Linked DNA regions of Macaca mulatta: region 2 is linked to region 1. The links are chromatin contacts, called in public Hi-C maps. All regions are on one chromosome and are shown on one strand. Each heading gives the region's core, a stretch centred on a gene start, on an enhancer-like site or on the middle of the called end of the contact. The rest is flanking DNA. Distances are from core to core; before and after follow the strand shown.

Evidence for each region. Hi-C and Micro-C count contacts between places; a contact is called where the count stands out from the background.
Region 2: a contact with region 1 is called in a Hi-C map of liver, with 2.3 times the contacts expected there. The contact joins the promoter of PASK here to the promoter of MTERF4 in region 1. A contact is called at or near these places in 4 of 14 Hi-C or Micro-C datasets (CD4 T cells, blood, cortical neurons and 1 more).

The regions. Positions count from the first base shown.
Region 1 is chr12:146,364,877-146,371,233 of T2T-MMU8v2.0, reverse strand. MTERF4 (mitochondrial transcription termination factor 4) reads left to right here and starts at 4,072. Exons shown (of 5, transcript XM_077958115.1): 1 at 4,072-4,130; 2 at 5,170-5,227. The coding sequence starts at 5,225. It overlaps PASK (PAS domain containing serine/threonine kinase), which reads left to right. Exons shown (of 18, transcript XR_013402281.1): 18 at 1-111.
Region 2 is chr12:146,418,099-146,425,231 of T2T-MMU8v2.0, reverse strand. It overlaps PASK (PAS domain containing serine/threonine kinase), which reads left to right and starts at 3,670. Exons shown (of 18, transcript XR_013402281.1): 1 at 3,670-4,565. It overlaps PPP1R7 (protein phosphatase 1 regulatory subunit 7), which reads right to left and starts at 3,483. Exons shown (of 10, transcript XM_015111541.3): 1 at 3,419-3,483; 2 at 342-470. The coding sequence starts at 3,470.

The sequences.
Region 1 (6,357 bases), core at 2,823-5,322:
TGACGGATATGTGAAATTTGTAGAACTGGTTAGTCAAACGGCCAGACTATTTCATTAATGTATTTCCTCAAACGCTTTTCAAATTAAAGCACCTTTGTTAGTAAACCGTTATCCTGACTTGGATATTGTGAACTGTTCCCGTGTGCTAAATGTGAGAAATGCTTGATTTCCTCATTTTTCCATTTGTGCACCCCACTTGCCACAGCTGGAGAGAAGTCTAGCCTTGGCCATTCTGGGGTTCCTTTTACAAGCAGGCCCTGCCAGGGGTGGGTCTAGGGCTCTGAAGCTTACTCCCATCTGGTTAGACTGGGAAGGGTGGTGTTCTCAGGGACCTCCCTTCTGTCTGGGCTCTGTAGCAAGACTCTGCTGTCAACATGTGACTGGCTCACTGCCAGCAGTCCCCAAACATCCCGTGGCTAGCCAGCTCCCACCTCCGTCCACGTGAGGGGTTTCCTGACCCAGCCCCCGCCTCTGGTCTATGTGAGGGGCTCCAGCCCTGTCTATTCCATTCCTCAGGGCTGCTCAGGTCCCAGGGTGTTTCTCAGATACTCAACTGGCTGCTTCCCTCTCTTAGGCTCCAGTCCATCCCCCCTCAGACAGACTTGGCTAGGTCAAATACTTACAATTGTTTTATTTCACGTCTGTGTTAGAGAGGAGGGCACAGCTAGAGGTGAGAGCAGAACCTTTCATTTTTTGTTCCCTGCTGAGACAGTAGGAAAAAACCCAAAACCTAAACCCCCACCCTTTTCCCACGTGTCATCACTTGCAGGCTGTTTTTCCACATTCTGAGACTCCTGCCCAGAACCCTCTGGAAGCTGCCTGGGGGCCAGGCTGCCCCCAGCGTGGTTCTGAGCTATTTCTAGTGGTTATTTAGGAGGCACTCAACTGTTTTAGGATGATCAGAGCAAATTTTAGTCCCATCTAGTAGGATATGGGATATTGCCATCCCTTTCTTCAGAAAGTGCTGCCTGAGCCTCGCTGCCACCACAAGTGACTGAAGGAGTTGGTAGGGAGTTGTGGGAGGAGGATCCTTCTCTATCAGGGACATTAAAGGTACAAGGGTTTTAGAGGTGTGTAGTAAAGTCAGTGATGTTTACTCTTCAGAATTCAAATGAGTTTTCTGATGTTTTAAGAACTCTGTAGTGTTTATGATGCTTATAACACAGAGGATGTTATAGAATGGTGTGTATTTATTTATTTAGAGACAGTCTCACACTGTCACCTGGGCTGGAGTGCAATGGTGCGATCTCGGCCCACTGCAACCTCCGCCTACCAGGTTCAAGCAATTCTCCTGCCTCAGCCTCCCAAGTAGCTGGGATTACAGGTGCCCACCACCATGCCTGGCTAATTTTTTGTATTTTTAGTAGAGATGAGGTTTCACTATGTTGGCCAGGCTGGTCTCAAACTCCTGACCTCGTGATCCACCCACTTCGCCCTCCCAAAGTGTTGGGATTACAGGCGTGAGCTACCGCGCTTAGCCAGAATGGTGTTTTCAGAGAGGTGTTTAATGGGTTGAGAATGCGAAGTCCCAGCTTTCCAAGAACTGTTATTTCTTTATAAGAAACAATAATTAAAGCTCATCTGACTTGATGGCAGTGGAAGGTCTGGTATTTTGCAAATGTTCTTTGCAGAAAGAACCCAGAGAGGAAAGTTCTGGGGCTGAGGCTGACAATTTTTCCACTCCATTTTTTTTCTTTTTTCTTTTTTTTTAAGATGGAGTCTCACTCTGTTGCCCAGGCTGGAGTGCAATGGTGCAATCTCGGCTCACTGCAACCTCCATCCCCTGGGTTCAAGCAATTCTCCTGCCTCAGCCTCCCAAGTAGCTGGGATTACAAGTGTGCATTACCACGTTACCCGGCTAATTTTTGTATTTTTAGCAGAGATAGGATTTCACTATGTTGGCCAGGCTGGTCTCGAACTCCTGACCTCAGGTCATCCACCCATCTCAGCCTGTTAAAGCGCTAGGATTGCAAGCATGAGCCACTGTGCCCAGCCCACTACATATTTTTAAAGTATGGTTCAAAAGAGCAAAGTTTTCACACAAGACTGAAGGTGATGTCAATTTTTTTTTTTTTGAGACATACTTTTCGCTCTTGTTGCCCAGGCTGCAGTACAATGGCACAACTTTGGCTCACTGCAACCTCCACCTCCCAGGTTCAAGCGATTCTCCTGCCTCAGCCTCCTGAGTGAGCTGGGACTATAGGTGCCCGCCACCATGCCTGGCTAATTTTTGTATTTTTAGTAGAGAATGGGGTTTCACCATGTTGACCAAGCTGGTCTTAAAACCCCTGACCTTGGGTGATCTGCCCACCTCAGCCTCCCAGTGTTGGGATTACAGGCGTGAGCTACCGCACCTGGCCTCATGTCAATTTTTCATAGTAATCCCTGTGTCCCAGCTGTCATTTTATTTCTAGAGCTAGATAACCTGTTCAGGTTCCTTGATTCTTTCCAGGGAGTTGGCGTGGCTCATGGGATTTTCTTAGGCTTTTGGTGTAGCAGTAACACAATTTATTGTGAGATGTTGACAGCTAAGTATTTTGAGAAGAAAATTACAGTAACAAACAACAAAAGCAACCAATTTTTTTTTTTTCTTCTGAGACAAGGTCTTGCTCTGTTACACAGGCTGGAGTGCAGTGGTGCAATCACGGCTCACTGCAGCCTCAACCTCGTGGACTCAAGTGATCCTCCCACCTCAGGCTCCTGAGTAGCTGGGACTACAGGTGCAGGCCACTGCTCCCGGCTAGTTTTTGTTTTTTGTAGAGACAGGGTTTTCCTATGTTGCTCAGGTTGGTCTTGAACTCCTGAGCCCGGTGATCCTCCTACCTCAGCCTCTCAGAGTGCTGGGATTACAGGCGTGGGCCACTTGCACCCTGCCAAAGAAACCAATTCTTTAGTTCTACACAGATTGGAACCTTCCTTTTCTTTGATATAATCCTTTTGTCAAAAGATAGTTGGCCGGGCACGGTGGCTCAAGCCTGTAATCCCAGCACTTTGGGAGGCCGAGATGGGCGGATCACGAGGTCAGGAGATCGAGACCATCCTGGCTAACACAGTGAAACCCCGTCTCTACTAAAAAAAAAAAAAAAAAGATAGTTTTACAGAAACAGTTTAGCACCCAACTCCGTGCCTGGCGCAGAGCAGATATGTAAATGTGTACCCATGCAAGAATCAAATCCTTTATGTCAGTCCAGAATGAAGTGGATAAAACAAGAAATGCTTATAAATTAAGGCTTTGGTGGCAGGATTTAGGCAGCTGAGAAAGCACACCTTTTTATTCTTCACAAACATCACCTTTTGAAAGATGCCTACGCTCTTATCCTCAAACATGTCGAGAGAGAAAATTTAAGAATGAATACACTTTGGGCTGTAACTTTACTGTATTTCATCCTAACAGGGACCCAGACCTCTAAGTTGGGAAGGCTCTTGCTTATAAAGGGAAATGTCCCATAATTCCTGTCATTTTACTTGGGTCTTTTAAAAACGGCAAATTCTCATCTTCCACTGGCTGAGAGTAAAAAAGAAATAAAAGCGGTAAAGACTTCTTTTTGTGCGTAGGTGGCCCCGCTGTTCATGGTGAATACAGATTTTTACACAATGAAACCTTAAATATCTCTATCTGGAACGGAATCCGTTTTTCCTGCCTCGGGAAGGATTTCTGCGCTCTCGGGTGAAGTTCCTGAAGCAAGGAACCAGTTCCCCTCTCCCTGTATCTACCCGTCCTCTTGAGAGGAATTCTCAGGTCACCTGAAACACGAGTGTGGGCCAGGACGACCCATTCGTTCACCCAGCCCAGAGCTCTGCGAAGCGGGACACGGGCAGTGCAACGGGAACGACCGGACGCCGACGCCCCCGAGGACTGAGGCCGCGGCAGAGGCGGCGGGGCGGTGACGGGCGCGACTCCGGCCTCCCAGCTTTGCGGAGGGGCGGCCCCGGGACACCCGAGCCCCGCGGGGTCGTGAGGGCTCAGCACAGCTACGGGCCGGAACCATGATCCACCAGCACCGCGCTGGCGCTGGGAACTGCGGTGGTGACGGACCGAGGGCCGGAAGTGAAGGACCGGGGAGGACGGCTGCTTCCGGCGCCGTAGCTGTCGCCATCTCCTCCGCGCCATGGCTGCGTTGGGCCGTCAGGTGAGGTCGCGCTGGGCGCGGGGGCTTCTCCAGGTGGCAGATGGGGGGGCAGCGACGCAGAGGAACCGCGGCCGCCGGGTGTTTCACGGCCAGGTCGTGGAGCCCTTCTGGAGGTCCGTGCACGGTGACCTGGTTTTGGCATCCTGGACCCGTGGCTCTGCTCAATTTTTGTGGGGTATAGAGTTGACTTTTTTTTTTTTTTTTTTTTTTTGAGACAGAGTATCGCTCTGTCGCCAGGCTTGAGTGCAGTGGCGCGATCTCGGCTCACCGCAGCCTCCGCTTCCTGGGTTCAAGCGATTCTGCTTCAGCCGAGTAGCTGGGATTACCAGCGCCCGCCGCCATGCCCGGCTAATTTTTGTATTTTTAGTAGAGACGGCGTTTCACCGTGTTGGCCAGGCTGGTCTCTAACGCCTGGCCTCAGGTGATCCACCCGCCTCGAACTCCCAAAGTGCTGGGATTGCAGGCGTGAGCCGCCGCGCCCGGCCTGAGTTGACTCTTGAACAAGAGTTTGAACTTCACAAGGAAGGTAACATGTATTTACTATTCATTAAGAGGAAGCGGAATCCGCATAAAGGTCTTTAGGCTCAAGCCCAGTTTCCCGGGCTGCGCCCGCTGAGCCCAGCGACTGCCCGGTGTTCCTGGCGGAGGGAGCATCTGGACAGGGGAGGCTGGAGAGCAGCCATGGGCTTGGCAGGCTGGCCCCGGGGCGACAGTCGACGCTGGAGAAGGGGTTGGGACCGATGTGAAGGGTTTAGAGCAGGGGTTCCCCAATCCTCGGTACCGGTCCCTGGCCTGTTAGGAACCAGGCTGCACAGCAGGAGGTGAGCGGCGAGTGAGCCAGCCAAACTTGGTGTGCATTTACAGCCACTCCCCTCGCTGGCATTGCAGCCTGAGCTCCGCCTCCCGTCGGACCAGCCGCCTTAGACTCTCACTGCAGCGCGAACCCTATTGTGGACTGCGCCTTTGAGGGATCTAGGTTGCCTGCTCCTTATGAGAATCTAATGCCTGATGATCTGTCACTGTTTCCCATCACCCCCAGATGGGACCTTCTGGTTGTAGGAAAACAAGTTCAGGGCTCCCAGTGATTCTACATTATGGTGAGTTGTATAATTATTTCATCTTCTATTACAACGTGAAAATAATAGAAATAAAGTGTACAACAACTGTAATGTGCTTGAATCATCCGGAAACCCCTCAGCAGTCTGTGGAAAAACTGTCTTCCTTGAAGGCAGTCCCTGGTGCCAGAAAGGTTGAAGACTGCTGGCTTAGAGTGCCTGGATGATTTGTGCATAGTTTGTTAAGCACCATCCTGAACAGCTGAAGACTTTTGAGTCAACTGGAATTGTGTATGCAAGTTGACTAACTACTGTGACCCTTGAACAACACAGGAGTTAGGGGCACCAGACCGCCCCGACACCAGTTGAAAATCAGTGTATAATGTTTGACTTCTCTAAAACTCAACTACTAATAGCCTACTCATGACTGGAAGTCTTACCGGCAACATAAACAGTCCGTTAACACATATCGTGTTTATCTACTGCACTCTGTGTTCTTAACATAAGCTAGAGAAAAGAAAACGTTATTAAGAAAACCATAAGGGCAAAACCCCGTCTCTACAAAAAATACAAAAATTAGCAGGGTGTAGTGTGCGCCTGTAGTCCCAGCTACTCAGAAGGCTGGGGTGGGAGGATCACCTCAGCCTGGGGAGGTCAAGGCTGCAGTGAGCCATGATTGCACCACTACACTCCAGCCTAGGCAACAGAGTGAGACCCCATCTCAAAAAACAAACAAAAATCCTAAGAGAAAATGTATTTACTATTCATTAAGAGGAAGCAGATCCTCATAAGGTCTTTAGGCTGACGTGGAGGTAGAGGAGAGTTTGGTCTTGGTGTCTCAAGGGTGGCAGAGGTGGAAGAAAATCCACATATAAGTGGATCCGAGCAGTTCAAACCCTTGTTGTTCAAGGGCCAACTCTATCCCACAAGATTCTTCTCGTGGAATGAATTTAAGAACATGAATCTGGAAAGCAGTCTGAGGTCCAGTCTTTTCTGGCACACATGACCAGGTGACCTGGTTTTTCCCTCTTCCTCCATGTCTCTGCTTCCGTCCTTAAAGCTACAAAAGCCAACAATATTGTACCTGCTTGACTCCCATCTCTGTGACCTTGAAGTACCCTGTTCTCTCTATGTGAGCTTCCTTCTCTGTAGCTTAAGTTCAGATATGATTT
Region 2 (7,133 bases), core at 2,421-4,920, 54 kb before region 1:
CTCCCAAGGTGCTGGGATTACAGGCATGAGCCACCACATCCGGCCAACAACGTCGTGGTTCTGTCCCAGATGGCATACTAGTACCCATATCCGTGCTAGGATTTGCCTTCAGTGGAATTGGAAAAAAACCACATCCTTTTTGCAAATGCTGTCAATGAGTCAGCCTGCTGAGGGAGCGCCTCAGAGAGCACATCCACCTGCCCTGGCCCACTGAGGGCCCCTAAGGAGCGCGGCAGTCCTTCCCCAGACCACACATCACCCACACCCAGGGACAGACCATATGCAGTACAGCCCACATCCCCCAAAAAGCAGATGTCCCCCAAGGGAGCTGGGCCTGGTACCTTCTGGGTCCTCCTCCCCCCGCTCCTCCCCATCCTTCAGGCTCTGTTCACTGAGGTCTGCCACGATGCCACTGCTGTGTTTCTTCCCTTCTTCATCGCCGGATTCTTCAGACTCGACCCGCCTGTCAACTGAACCCACACAAGTCAATGAGAATTCACATCCAATTTATGGGACTTTAAGGAACATATAATAAACACTCAGTTGTAAGTCAAAAGGACTTCATTTAAACATGTTTGTTGAATCCAGTTCAATAACCATTTGAGTGTCTCCCATGTCCCAGCACCACTTGAGGCATATGGCAGCAGGGAGAATGGGGAGCAGAGTGTGGAGCCCACATGGATACTTAGGTGAGGAACACACTACTTCTGCCCTCAAGGAGCTTGTGAAGAATTGCCCAGTGTTCTGAAAGCCTTGGATCACTTGTGATTAAATCCACTAATGGAACCAGGTAGTGAAGCACCGCCTGAGTGCCTTTCGCTTTCGGGCTGGGTGACCACCACTGTGACTCTTCTGCCACATACCTCCATCCATGCTCTACTATTGATCTGGCTAAGAAAACCAGCCAAGTTCACAGGCCCACGTTCTGAAAGAAATCAAGACTAACTCAAATCAGATTGTGGGCAGGAAGGATCACTAAGGAAAAGGAGAATACAGCCAGTAGTGCTGACCGCCCACAGAAAGCTCATTGGTGTGAAATGAGCTTTCACACTGGACACTGGACAGAATGTTAGCAACTCAAGGCTTTTAAAGGTTCATAAATATTTTTTGAATTAAAGAATAAGGCAATTCAATGTGTCAGGCAAAAATGCTTTGGTAAGGTTGTCAAATCGTTTCTTTTTTATAACTTTATTCATGACCTCTTTTGGAAGTCTGTCTGGAAAACATGAGGCACTAACACATTACTTGGAATTATCAACCACACTGAAAATAGTCTCTTTCCTGACTATGGTTTGTCTACAAAGAGATGTGCTCTTTGAGGGAAAAAGTTCAATTTCAGCTTTGTATTTCCTGCTTAGCCTAGCAAAGTAAAACCCAAGAAAGGATTGCTGTATAAAACAAGTCCTCATAAAACCCAGCTCCAAACCCTCCAAACCCATCTCTTCTTCCCTACCCCCGCAATGACGGTAGCTCAGTTACTTGTTAGCTGTGGCCTGTGCTCCTGCCCTGCCTCCTAACTCGTCTCTCTGCGACTTGCCTTGCCTTGTTTAACCTATTCTCCACTGCCAGAGAGTCTGATCTAATTCTAAAATCCAAATCCGATCTTTGAGTCCAAAAGTATTTCTGGAATGCTCTTCCTGAGTTTGCAGCTTGCTGCTAGAGATGCAGGTTTGGCAAATCATTTCCATTTGAAAGCCTCAATCTCCTAGTCTGTGGAAGGGAGCTAGTATAGAACTTATGCCTCAGCGAGTTGCTGTCAGGGTTAAATTAGAAAAGGCACAAGAGCAGTTAGTACACGCATGACATGCAGTAGATATTTAACAAATTAGTCACCACCAGGCACAGGTCACTTGGTGGCCCAGGCTCAGGGAGAGAAAGTTCTTATTGCATGACAACCTGGTGCAAAAACCCCAGGAAGAGGAGTGGTGTGAGGTTAGGAGGGGCTTAGCTAATGAAGGTTGGCCAAAGTGAAGCCTGAGGGCAGCAGAGGGTCTGGAACATGCCACAGTGGATCAGAATGTAAGAAAATGACTTTGGTGTGCTGGGGACGATGGGCTGGGGAGCAGAGACAATCAATCTAGCCTAGAGATGACGAAGGTCTGAGTTAAGGTACTGGCAATGGGAATGGAGGACGCATCGAAGATTTGGAGATTATTTTTAAAAGTAAAAGTCAGAGCTCCTTGACTAATAGGACACGGGTGGGAGTGGCGACAGAGAGAAAAGCCGGGCTTTTATATTTGTCATTTACCAAGACATGCAAACAGTTGAAGAGGGAGTGGGAGGATATGAAGAGGCACTTCTTACTTAAAAAGACTCCAAGGGTATGAAGTCCAAGACCCTTAACACCACCGCCCCCATCCCCACCACATATGATTTGGTCAAACTCTCCTCCACACCCTTTGACCGCAGCTTTCTTCATCTTGAGTGATTCTTGCTCTTTTCCCTCACCTTATCCCCAACCTCGTTGCCTTCGAGTTATTCTTCAGGCTCCAGCTCAGAGCTGGCCCTGCTTGTGCAGCTCTCACCACTCCCGAACATGTCAGCCCTTTCTTCTGCACCCGCCCTCCTTCCCCAGCTCCACATTCCTCCTCCCTACCACTTTCACATGAGGCAGTGACTGCTCTTCTGGGAGGGCTGTACCCCTCACCAAACCATGGGACCCAAAAGCACTTAAGCACTTGGTGACACAACTGATTCCCCAGTTGGTGGGTGTGTGCACGCATGTTTATACACATACTGCACATGTACGTATGACCGTACCTACAGATATGTAGAGAATTATATATAAATACATGTGTACGTATAACATATACATGTATGCATTTTTTTAAATTTGTTTTGTTTTTAACAAAATGAATGAGGAGGAAGAAAGTTGAATTTAGACTTTTTGGAACTATGACAGCTTTGAAAAGAGGTATCACCTTGTGTAACTAAATGTTCTGGTTCCTTGCTACCCCTTCGCCAACAGTCCTTTCGATTTCAGGAGAAGACCCTTCTCCACCCTCACCACGCGAAGCAAGGAGCAGACTCGGGTAGATCCCAGCGCCCAGAGCCTCAGTTTCCTCGTCAGCTGACCGAGGAGGCTCCCCCGCCTGTCAATCTCAGAGGCTCGGGGCGAGGCTCCAACTGGACTGAATGGAGCTACCGCGTCCCATTCAGCCCCACCCCCGGCCTGGCCTCGCGCCGCCGCTCTACCCCTAGCTCTGGGTCCTTCCCGGCCGCTGCCGCCCCCAGGCCGGGGCTCCCCCGAGGTCCAGAGCCTCCCCCGCTCCCCCAGGTCCGGCTGTCAGCTGTCAGGGGGCCGCGCGGCGGCGGCCGGAGGCGGGACGTGGGGTTTCTCTCAGGCACGGAGCAGTTCCGGCCCGCAGCTCCCCCCGCCCGCCCGGCCCTTGGGCCGCCGCCCGCAGGGGCCGCTCACCCTCCATCATCTCCTGCGACTGTTGCTGCCCCGCGCCGCGTTCCGCCGCCATGTTGGCTGCTCTTCCCCTTTCCGGAATCTGTCGCCTCAGACCCATCAACCAATCAGGGCTCCCGCCTCAGAGTCGGCCCAGCCAATAGGATTCCGGCGCTGCGAGTTCAGCCGCGGCGCGCCTGCGTGTGCCCAGCGCCTCGTGGGAGTTGTAGTTCCGTCATGAGGCTGCGCGCCGCGCGCCGCGCCTCCCCCGGGGCAGGTAATTTCAGGCAGCGGCGCCGGAACAGTCTGGAGGCGAGAAGCTGAGAAGGAAAGCAGAGGGAGTCGAAGCGGGACGCACCGGCCGTAGCTGCAGGCAGACGGAGTGGACGTCTAAGGGTGGAGAGACGCCCTGGGCTCGAGAGTTGACTTATGTCACTGTCTCGACCTCGGAGGCGTGGAGGGGCCGCGGGCCAGGCGGATCTTTCCGTGGCTGCAAGGTGCGGGCCAGTCCTACGTGCATCCCTGAGCTTTGCGAGCCTCGCTGGCTGCGTCTGTACAATGGGCCGAACGGCAAGAGCAACAACATTCTCCCGGCGTCCAGGCGCGGATTTTACCCATGCGAAATGCCGCCTTCTCTAGATGCTCAGAGCAGGCGGGCAGGTGCGGGGCACTTGCGATGGTGGGGCCGCCAGCCAGCTGGCCGGCTCCGGGGCGCCAGCCGCGCTCCCCTTGCAAACCGTTCCCAGCCCAGTGCGGACGCTGCAGGCTTCGTCTACCCTGCGGAGCCGCCCAGCCCATGAGCGAGCCGCCCCGCGTCCTCCGCCTTCAGAAAGAGGCCTCCAAGAGGCGAGCTCTGCGATACTCACCTATTTTGATCCCGAGACTGGAGGAAACCGCAGCTGACCAGCCCGGGGGCGGAGGCGCCCATTATTGCTTTGGCCCCTCCGAAGCGCCGTAGGGGGGGGGGGAAATGGCCGGTGCGTCCCTAGCAACCGTTAGCGCGGGCTTCTGGACTCTGGCTGGCTTAGTCCCGCCCATGCGCACAAGTGGTTGGTCCGTGGAGCTTGTCAATCGGTGTGAGTCGCTGTGCGATTGGCCGGTGGGATAAAAGCGCGGAGCAGCTCCCTTCCGCGGTGTGAAGCCGGCTTGGCGTGACCCTCGCCTGACCCAGGTGAGAAACCTGCGCTGGGGAGAGCGGGCCGGGGTCCGCAATCTCCCGAGGGCCGCTGTGGGGCCTGCGCGACTCCGCGCTCCTGGCCTAGGAGGGTTCGCCGCCCGGCCCGGCCCTCAGACGAGCCCGACCCCGGGTCTCCCGCCCCTGCGCCCTTCACGCATCCCCGAGCCAGCGTCCTTTCCGTGCCCAGACCGCGGCGGGGTTGCGGCCGTTGGTCCCGGGCCCCGCGCCCCCAGCGTCTTCGGGGCGCCCTTCAGTGTAGCCTGCCTGGCGGGCGCCGCGGCCCCGCGCCTCGGGTCGCCTCGGGACTGTGCGCCCTCTTCACCGCAGCCCGCCCTGCGAGGCGAACTCCCGGAGAACCAGCCCAGATCCCGCCACGCTCCCGCGCTGGGCGTGTGGGTCCCTGCGGGCTCAGCCGGCGCCACGGGGTGGGGGGCGCGCGCCGCCAGCGCTCCTGGTTCCAGCCCAGACCTGGACTTGAGCCTTAATCTTTTCACGAGTTTTTCTTTCCCAGACTACGGCAGGGGCCTGCGCTGCCGTCTTGAGACCTTTCTCGTCCTTACCTTCCGCATCAGTACCATTGGATGTCGACTTTTCTCTTAGGGGTTCCCTCTCTTCATCCTTCTGCTGCTACCTTAAGACTTTATAATTTCTTGCCTGGATTACTGTAGCCTTTCTTCTGCTTTCCAGCCTTGCCCTGACATGGTCCCTGGAGTAGTCTTTGTAAAATGCGTGTCTGGCCGTGTTACTCCTAAGCATTAAATCCTTAAAAGTTCATTTTGGGGATAAAATTAAGACTGGGCAGGAGTCTTAATTTTAGGAGGCTCTGGGGTCGTGCTTGGCCCCTCCAGGCCCACGTCCATCTACTCTTCTGGGTACTGAGCCCCTCTCTGGGAGCCTTTGCCTCTGAAAGACTTCGTCACTCTGCTTGGAAGGGCTCGGCTCTGCAGGTGCCTCCTCCAGGACTGAGATCCTTGCTGTGTTCTCCTGCACTGTTCACCTTGTTGGCCTGAAACTGGTTCTGCTTTTAATTGTGCAGCTGTGCTGAGAGCAGTGGGAGCTATTTGCTTCTTAGCTTATGTTCTGGTGGGAGAGAGACAGTTGCTTCTAGAAGTTCACCGAGATGCTCCTTTTTTTTTTTTTTTTTTTTTTTTTTTTTTGAGACGGAGTCTGGCTCTGTCGCCCGGGCTGGAGTGCAGTGGCCGGATCTCAGCTCACTGCAAGCTCCGCCTCCCGGGTTCCCGCCATTCTCCTGCCTCAGCCTCCCGAGTAGCTGGGACCACAGGCGCCCGCCACCTCGCCCGGCTAGTTTTTTGTATTTTTAGTAGAGACGGGGTTTCACCGTATTAGCCAGGATGGTCTCGATCTCCTGACCTCGTGATCCGCCCGTCTCGGCCTCCCAAAGTGCTGGGATTACAGGCTTGAGCCACCGCGCCCGGCTATGCTCCTTGCATCTATCCCTGCTCCTGTTTGGTCTCAGGTGGGGTCACTTGGGTCTCCTGGAATCAAAACTAGCAATGGGAATATGGTTACTCGGCGGCACCATTAGGTGCTGTCTGCTGGGTTTGTGTTCTGCAGCTCACCGTGGATACAAAGCTCACAGTGGATACAAAGGACAATTCTAAAAACCTGGGCCTGGGCGTGCAGGCATTTCTGGTTAGCATTTGAATCAAAGTTTAGTGATCGAAGGTCATGTGAAGCCAGGCTGTGTTCTTTCTTGAGGCCAGGCTGTGGCTGTGGAGTGCATGGGAGGCCCCAGGGGCCGGTGCTGCTCAGTGACTAACTGGCCATAGGGACCTCAGACGCCCCAGGAGGCATGGCGGGGGGGGGGGGGGAATGGATACATCTTTCCTGCTGTCCTCCCCGCTCCCGCAGAGGGTCCCATCAGTTTCCCTCCTGGATAGGCTTGTAATTCTCAGTAACCTAATTAAATTTCCACATCTTGATGTTTCAACTTTAGTTGGTATTTATTTATTTTCTCCCATGAAGGACAAAAAATTGCATGCCCTTACCCTCCCTTCACTTTTATTTTTCCCCGTTTCCATCTCATGGTAGTTACTTTTACAAAGAAGGTTCTGTAACGTTTACAATATATTCTGAATAGTTATATTACTTTTTTATTATTTTATTTTTTGAGACAGGGTCTTGCTCTGTGGCCCAGGCTGGAGTGCAGTGATGCCATGTCGTCTCACTGCAGCCTCTGCCTCCTGGGTTCAAGCAATTCTCCCACCTCAACTTCCCAAGCAGCTGGGTCTACCAGTGTGTGCCAGCACAACTTGCTAATTCTTAATTTTTTTTTTTTTTTGAGACAGAGTCTCGCTCTGTCGCCCAGGCTGGAGTTCAGTGGTGTGATTTTGGCTCACTGCCAGCTCCGCCTCCCCTGGGTTTACGCCATTCTCCTGCCTTAGCCTCCCAAGTAGCTGGGACTACAGGCGCCCACCACCACGCCTGGTTAATTTTTTGTATTTTTAGTAGAGATGGGGTTTCACCATGTTAGCCAGGATGGTCGCGATCTCCTGACCTCGTGATCTGCCCGGCCTCCCAAAGTGCTGGAATTACAGGCGT